Regions from separate parts of the Mus musculus genome. Here region 2 is linked to region 1. Evidence: chromatin contacts called from public Micro-C data. All regions are on one chromosome and are shown on one strand. The core of a region is the stretch at or near the end of the contact, and the rest is flanking DNA. Distances in the headings are between cores, read along the strand shown. Region 1 has its middle 12 kb from the start of Cdca7l. Region 2 has its middle 48 kb from the start of Gm25577.

The links. A called contact is a pair of places that touch in the nucleus more often than the background predicts.
Region 2: a Micro-C map of the AtT-20 cell line shows a contact between it and region 1, with 3 times the contacts expected there. The contact joins two enhancer-like sites. A contact is called at or near these places in 1 of 39 promoter capture datasets (the 3T3-L1 cell line), 3 of 15 datasets of contacts at CTCF or cohesin (hippocampal excitatory neurons, large pre-B cells and pro-B cells), 89 of 484 Hi-C or Micro-C datasets (the 3T3-L1 cell line, 3T3-L1-derived adipocytes, the AML12 cell line and 57 more) and 6 of 115 datasets of contacts at active chromatin or transcription factors (astrocytes, embryonic basal ganglia, embryonic forebrain and 3 more).

Annotation. Positions count from the first base shown.
Region 1 is chr12:117,829,721-117,833,683 of GRCm38.p6, forward strand. No RefSeq gene overlaps it. Among named protein-coding and RNA genes, the nearest start is that of Cdca7l, 12 kb to the right of the region's middle. Within about 2 kb of position 2,056, at least 36 of the 459 cell types and tissues checked have an H3K27ac peak or open chromatin away from gene starts, as enhancers often do. A contact at or near this core is called in the AtT-20 cell line, where this site is marked.
Region 2 is chr12:118,455,511-118,459,473 of GRCm38.p6, forward strand. No RefSeq gene overlaps it. Among named protein-coding and RNA genes, the nearest start is that of Gm25577, 48 kb to the right of the region's middle. Within about 2 kb of position 2,206, at least 12 of the 459 cell types and tissues checked have an H3K27ac peak or open chromatin away from gene starts, as enhancers often do. A contact at or near this core is called in the AtT-20 cell line, where this site is marked.

The DNA.
Region 1 (3,963 bases), core at 806-3,305:
TATCTTATGGAGACATTTCCCAAATGACTCTATCTTGTGTCAAGTTGACATAAAACTAATGAGGACAGCATGGATCCCTGGCTGTTGAGTGCAGATATACTGTCAGGCCAGACCCAGAGCCATCAGCCTCTGGACTGAATGAACACTTGGAACTACTCATTTTCAGGACCTTGAGCCATGGGCTTCTGACTCTTCTGGACCAGTCTCACAGACACTTGATACTCAAGAGCCTCAAACCACTGCCACTGAAAATGCTGCCCTTTCATTATTGAAGAATTCTGGAGAGAACAGAAAAACCTAAATGAGGTACTTGGCAGCAACTGTCAGTATGAGCCTGGTACAATTCTAAGCTTATTCTATTCTTATAACAACTATATTACTACTCTTAGACCCACTTAAAAATGAAGAGACTAACGCTCAACAGTTAAGAGCACTTGCTCTCTGCAGAGGGTCTGTGGTTCAATTCTCAGCACCCATTGGATGGCTCACAACCATCTATAACACCAGTTCCAAGGTGCTCGGTACTGTTTTTTGGCCTTTATGGGCACCAAACACTCATGTACTGCGTAGACATACATGCAGGCAAAACACTCATATACATAAGATAAAAATAAAATAAAGTTTTTAAAATGAGGAAACTTTTATACTAAGTGGTTCTCTGGGGTTTTCAGCTGGTTGGTAGCTCCCCACCCCCACTCCCTTGGAGGTACCAGTCTGCTGTTTCCACCCAGTGCTTTGTTTCTGAGGAGTTGGCATCTGGACCATGCTCTTGACTCATTCTGGAATGCTTGGTGCCCCTCAGTGCTTCCAAGACTGGTTTCATGAACAGTAGGAGATGACAGTGTCTCAGAAGTAAATAAGGAAGTTGATTCCAGGGACTTCATTATGAATCGGGGAGTTTTGATGGTATCCGGACTGAGATTTCATAGATGTCAGTCAACAGAACAACTCTCGTGTCAAGCAACCTTGCTCATCCCTGTTTTACTGAGAGGTGCAGTAGACTGGTTAGGAAGGGGGAACAATTTCCCTGGCCATACTGTGGACTGGCTCGAGCCCACTTCCAGGGTAGACACCCAGACACTTCTCAAGTGGCATTACAATACTTTACATTTCCCACCCAGACAAGTAAGAAAAAAGTTTTTCTAAACCAAAATACAAACCTACTGTCTGAATTCTCACAGACTCAGAAGCAAACTCTTGGACTCCTGACTCTCTTTCTCCAAGGCTTTTCATCTGCAGGGCTGTGGGTCATTTCTTCCTCTTCTTATGGGATTTCAAACTTCTACCTCGTATTCTGCAGGTATTTTTCGGTTAGTGAACGCTAATTAAACTGCCAAGATCTTAAATCCAGCTCAACAAACATCACTCCATACCTGTCTAAAACGGGAAGATCTAACTTGGTGCTTTACACTGGATGTTGGACCAATGAATCTTTGTAGCACAAACAAAACACCTGAACCTAGTCTGCTCATCTTGGGGCTCAGCATCTTCTGGCAAAGGCAGGCAAATAAGAAAACACTGGCAGGGCTGAAGAGATGGCTCAGTGATTAAGAGTACTGACTGTTCTTCCAGAGGTCCTGAGTTCATTTTCCAGCAACCACATGGTGGCTCACAACCACCTACAATGGGATCCAATGCCCTCTTCTGTTGTGTCTGATGACAGCTACAGTGTACTCACATACATAAAATAAAAAAAGAAAGAAGAAAGAAGAAAACACTGGCTGATGCAATGGGAATTTCTACAGAGAGGCAAGCACTGCTTGCTTGTGGAAGACCTCTGACCTATAAAACGCAGAGGGCCAGCAGCAGCTGAGCCAAGGAGTTGCGGAGCGTGTGCCTGGGATGCCAGATATAGAGGCAGGTTTAATCCAGTCTTCTCTTCAGCCTGCAGAACAGAAAGGTATGTGTAAGTAGGCAGGCTGGCCACATTTGCAATTACCTAGGCAAGATTTGGGAGGAGTTTAAAAAAGTAAATAGAGGAGTGATCAGTCGTGTAATTTATACCTCTCTGGCTGGGGTTTTTGAATGAAATAGGGAAGTGCAAACACATAACAGGAAACTGGTGGCAGACGGTCAGTTGTGAGGCAGAACACGGAGGGGCAAATTGTGAACAAGATGGTGGTCACACAGAGGGAGACAAGAGACATTTTACAAGTGGACTTGTTGAATGATGCAAAGCGGGGAGCAGGAGTTACTGGGGTAACACCGAGATGTTTGTTTGGCTTTTGGGATGAGACTGACGGACTTCATCGAAACTATGTGAGTGGAGAGAACAGTAGGTCGGGAAGGTCAGATTTGTCATCTTGTGTCAGATGAAGCATTTTGACACCTCGGACATCTTTAGACTTGGTGTGTGAGGACCATGCAGATGCTGTTGATGCCCTCATGCAGAGGGGATGAGGAGGTAAGCAGCTGTTCATATACCATTTTCTAACTACCGTCTTTACAGTAGGTAAAGGCATAACAAGATTTATCATCTTCACCGTCATTCAAAGCATGCAGTGTACAAAGGCCATGTATAAACCCTATTGTCAAAGGAATAACCTCCAAAATGTTTTTGCCTTGCAGAAGTGAAACACTATACTATTGCATCACAGCTTGGGATAAAATCCTCTGGCAGAAGCAGCTTAAGAGAGGAAGGGCTTATCTGGCTCACCATGGGGAGTGGAAGCAGTAGGAACTTGAGCTGCCAGTCATCCAGTGTATGTCAGGAGACAGGGTGGACAGACGAAGGCATGCCGGCTGCTGCTCAGCTCTCCTCCAGTTATGTGGTCCAGGCTCCCAGGCAGAGAACCGTGACATTTACAGCAGCTGTATCTTCCCACCTCGGTTAAAGCAATAAAGCAACCTCCCACAGGCATGCCCAGAATGCTTCTCCCTGATAACATCTGTCAAACTGACAACTTGACATCCCAAAACATCACCTTTTAAGCCATAACTTTCCATCCATTGTCTGCATAGGCTCATGAAGGTGTTATAATATAACATGTATCCCATCCAATTTCAAAGGTCTCCATACTTTTTGAGAATTACAATGCTTCAAAAGTCCAGTGTCAGGCTGGAGAGATGGCTCAGTTGTTAATAGCACTGACTGTTCTTCCAGAGGTCCTGAGTTCAATTCCCAGCAGCCACATGGTAGGTCACAACCACCTGTAATGGAATCCAATGCTGTCTTCTGGTGTGTCTGGAGACAGCGACAGTGTACTCACATATATAAAATAAATAAATCTTAAAAAAAAAAAGAAGTCCAGTGTCTTAGCTGTGAGCTCATATAAAGCTGTAAACATGACACACCTGCTAGCATATAATGGTGCAGAGTAAACGTTCTTATTCCAAATGGAAGAATCAGAGCATAATGTGAAATGATATCAAAGCAAAACCAAAATCCAGCAAGGAAAACAGGAAATCCTACAACTCCATGTCTGCCACCTGGGGCTTGGAACATACACTCAAGCATTCCAAAGGCTTGGGGAGAGTCACCTTACAGCTCTACTTCCTTACCACACCAGGGTTCTCTCTTGGGCCAGCTTCACTCCAGACCTGAAGATAACTAATTTTAATGTGTAGTCAATACATGGTGTTAACGTGTATTTCACAATATTTTATCCTTTTATTTTAATTGTCTGTGGAGGCATGCTTCCACTGCCCTTTTCTGAGCCCCAGGTTGTAAATAAAATCCTACTGGTTATGAAGACCAAATGAACTTTGTTTTTAGAATTTGCACTTATTTTTTAGATACTACAATTTCTTAAATAAAAACAAAGGAATTCCATGAGCCAGAAGAATTTCAAATTTACTTAGAGATGACCATCCCTATCTTGTTATATTAAGAATGTCAACTGTCTAGTATTCTTAAACAACAGGTGCGGAAGAGGAAAAGCCAGTTCTGTTGTTCACTGAGTCTGCAAAGAAACCAGAAATGTCCACATCTCTGTACATCCGCAGGTTCAACCCCTGCATTCT
Region 2 (3,963 bases), core at 956-3,455, 630 kb after region 1:
CTCAGTGGGGGTTTTTCTGAAGTATCTACTGACTGAAAAATATTGCTGCCTTCAAGGCACCTCAAATCAGAATAAACCCTGTTTTATTACAAAACATAAATATCACAATAACCAATTGAGGGTATAAAGAAGGGCAAATGTTAGAATATCTGAAGATTTCTAATCAGAATGATTGAAGTCATACTTTCCAGCCTTAAGTCAGGAATTTATGGATGCAAAGACTAATGTGATTTTAATTCAAAATCCAACCAACCACACCAATAAATTCATTTCAAACACGTTAGACTAAAAGCTGACTGCCCTCTGGTGGGCTACTTTTTAAAATATTTAGTGTTTCTTAAAATGAAGTGCTTAAAATATTGTACAGTGGCATGAAATTATTTTACAATGCAATTTGTGAGGATAAAATTATTTGGGAAAGGGGAAGCATTAAACTGTTAAATACCTTTTTATCATATAAATTGAGTTTAGCTGATTTATGATTTTTTAAACTAAATTTTCCATTTGTGAGTAAATGTAGCTGACTTTTCAAATCTCAATTAAAAAACAGAAATAAAAGAAAATCATCTTTCTCATTTTCACTTCAAAATGTTGAGACTCTGATTCATCTTCAGCTGCTCATAAGCAATGGGGGAAAGTTACATGTTTATCAGGGTTGTTTCCGGTATACACCATTTTCATGTAATTTTACTGTCTGAAAAAGAAATGGCATAATCCTATTCCCAATAAAATGTATATTGATTAAAAAAAAAAAGCCTAAAGCTTACCATATCAAAGTACTAGGGCTAATGCTGATATAATATGGGGAAAAGTCAGAGGGTGTCCCAGGCACATGCTCTGGCCAGCCTGGGATCCGGCAGTGTCTCGCCCTCCTCTGTTTGCAGTTCCCCTGAATACTGGGGTGGGCTGAAATCTCCGAACGACACCAAGTCTGTCAGTTTTCATCTGTTTCGTGGGGATTTGCATGTTAACAGCCTCCCAGGCACTGCTGTACCCACTGTTAGCTTCAGCTCAGGATTCTGGCTCTGGTCATAAATTACTTCCTCAGCACCTGTGCCCCATCTTGAGTGAACAAATCCTGTTGAGCGTGATCGAATTCATGTAGGGACTTCAAATAGCCGAAGATGGAAGATACAGGAAAAATCTAAAGGCATATTATTTTAAAACTCTTATTGTCTTTGTGAGGAAAAATCAAAATGTGCGCCGAGCGATTTATCTGGGCGAGTTTCGTGGCTGCTGGCAACGACTCTGAGAGTTCTCCACATCCCTCCTCCCTTCCTTCTTGGTGACTCTCTTAGCAAGGCCTAATATTTTGTCTCTGGATTCCTTTTTTGAATTTGAAAAGGAAACTTACAAGAAAGAGAAGTCTTCTTTTAAGACAAAGGAATTAAAGATTGCAATCAAATCACAAACTCAAGTTAATTCTGTGGCTGTAAATACTCAGCTTTAGGTTAATAAGCACCTGTGCCATCAGTATGTCTGAACAAGTTCCCGAATACAGTCTTTCAGAAACGTTTGTAACACCCAACAACTGGAAGTCAAGAACGCAACGTTTTCAATTGCTACCTAAAAGCTGGGCAGAACAAGGTATCCTAAAACAACTATGCTTTTAAAACTAATTAGCATATGCAGTGACCTTAAAATGTAAAGATGTTACTTCTGTGAGACTAATTTTCTTCCCCAACCCAATAGGAAGTAAATGGAAATACAGAACGGAAGAGTTCTTATCATAGAATTACTGCTTTTAAATTTCGTGTGCGCGCGCGCACACACACACACACACACACACACACGAATAAAATTTTGTACCCCAGTATACTATTTTATAAAGGCTTGCTGGAACTTAGTTGGAAAGTGATAAAACACAAACTAAGCCAAAGTCAGCAAAAGTCAACAGTTGTGGCGGTTTTGTTTTCTGGTCTTTCCTTCTTGGAGGTCAAGGGATGTAGCTGTGTGTGTGTGTGTGTGTGTGTGTGTGTGTGTGTGTGTGTGTTTTCAAAGGAGGTTTAGTTATAGTCTTTCATTAAAAAAAAAAAGAAAGAAAGAAAAAGAAATGTAGACTCTACCTATTTAGCATCATTGCTCACGCCATGTTTTCTGGCAGTTCCCAAATAATACGAATAGAAACAAACCCGTGTAGAGTGTCCATCGAAGGAAAAGAAGCCTCCTTACCCAATGCTTTAGGCAAGTAGAGACTGAAAGACGAGCATGTTTGTGCGTGTATCTACTTAAATACTTACCATGCTACCATTCTCTTGGAGCTTGCAGTCATATGTGCTTTCTGTGTCCAGAAAAATCAATATTCTTATAGTTTTAAACGGGATTTTTTTCTCCCACGTCAGAAATGGGACTCTTCGACCGCGGCGTTGTGGCTTCAGATCCACAGGGTTGGGGTCCGCTCCCGCGCTGCGCGTTGCCTTTTTCATCAACAGAGGGCGCTCTGCGGTTTTCCAAGGATCCCGGCTTCTCTCACGGCCGAGCTGGGCAGCGGGCGAAGCATCAGTTAGCCGCGTTTGCAGGGTTTTTCCCCCCCATACCAGGCAGAAGCTCTTTCAACTGGCTAGTGTATGATTTATTGGAAATACTACTGATCACTGAAACAACATACGTGAATGAAAGGAAACCCCATGATTTTACAAAAGTCGGGTGACCGTGACATCTAAGGCTGCTAACTAACCCCAACCGGATAGTATTGGAAATGATCATAAGCATAGAACGCAGGCTGATACAGTCTTCACCTTGGGAAGCCAGGGCGACAGCTTTATTTACATGGCCTATCCCAGTCCTGAGCGCGCGAGTGTGCCTGGTTGTGTCCTACTTTAATATATTATACTCTTTTATACCTGATACTAGACAAATGAAATACATAATTCCTCGTGAAGTAATCTGCCTAGGTCCTAATTGACACATTAGGAGAGCTCTGAGAAGCTTTTTCTCTGCTGAAGGTTAGAGAGAAGATACCAGATGCCGATGCTATTAATTTCTCAACAGTCCAAAGCACAAAATTTCAGCTGAAAACTTGAGAGAATGAAAAAAGATATATTTCAAGAAAATTAGATTTTTCTCAGAGTATTTGTCCAAGATCTACATTTTTAGATGCATAATTTATTAGATGTTTCAACACAGAGAAGTAATCATAACCAGCTAACTCGAAGATTGCCAGTTACTATCCTTCCCGGCAAAGTTTTACAAATGTCTTAAAGCCACTGTGAAAGTCAGAGCAGCAACCCTAACAGACGCCAGAATCAACATATTTGACAGAAGTGCGCACGCCATCGTAGCCCATTATTTCAAATGAGAATGTTCCATCTCAAGATCCGGAACGATACCACCAATGACAGAATAAACGGGAATGTGGAAGTCAAACAGCATGACAGCAGCTACTCAGAACTAGAAAATAAGAGCATTGTAACGTATAGGTGTGCTCCAAGGTTCTCCTCTGAGAAAATGTGCTCCTCTGAGAAAATGAGCTCCTTTCCCACAAAGGGAAAGAAATGCCAGGTTTCCTTATGTTGAATGCATGTTTGTGTAATATTGAAGATGATGAAACAAATATTTAACAGCTAGGACAGTGCATTCCCAGCTAACTCATCCCTTTATCGCTTGCTGGTTGGAAGATAAGAACCATCCTCTTTCTTTTGCAAATATGTTTGCCAGCAGCTGTTTCAACATTTATAAAGACCATTCTCACTGATTGCCAAATAACCATAAATTTATTTACGCATATTTTTGAGTTGGAGGCATAAAAATAATTACATGTCTGATTAAATCCACTTATGCCTTCGTGTCTTACTAAATCTATAATAGATATGAATCGTTACAATACACTGCATCTAAGTGCATAAATAATGCCATACACATGCAGAATCCAGCTTTGCTGCAGCAGAAGGCAGGCAGTCGTGTACATATACGTAGTTGGGCTGGATTATGAATATTGGTGTGGATTCTGTAACGTAGGACATT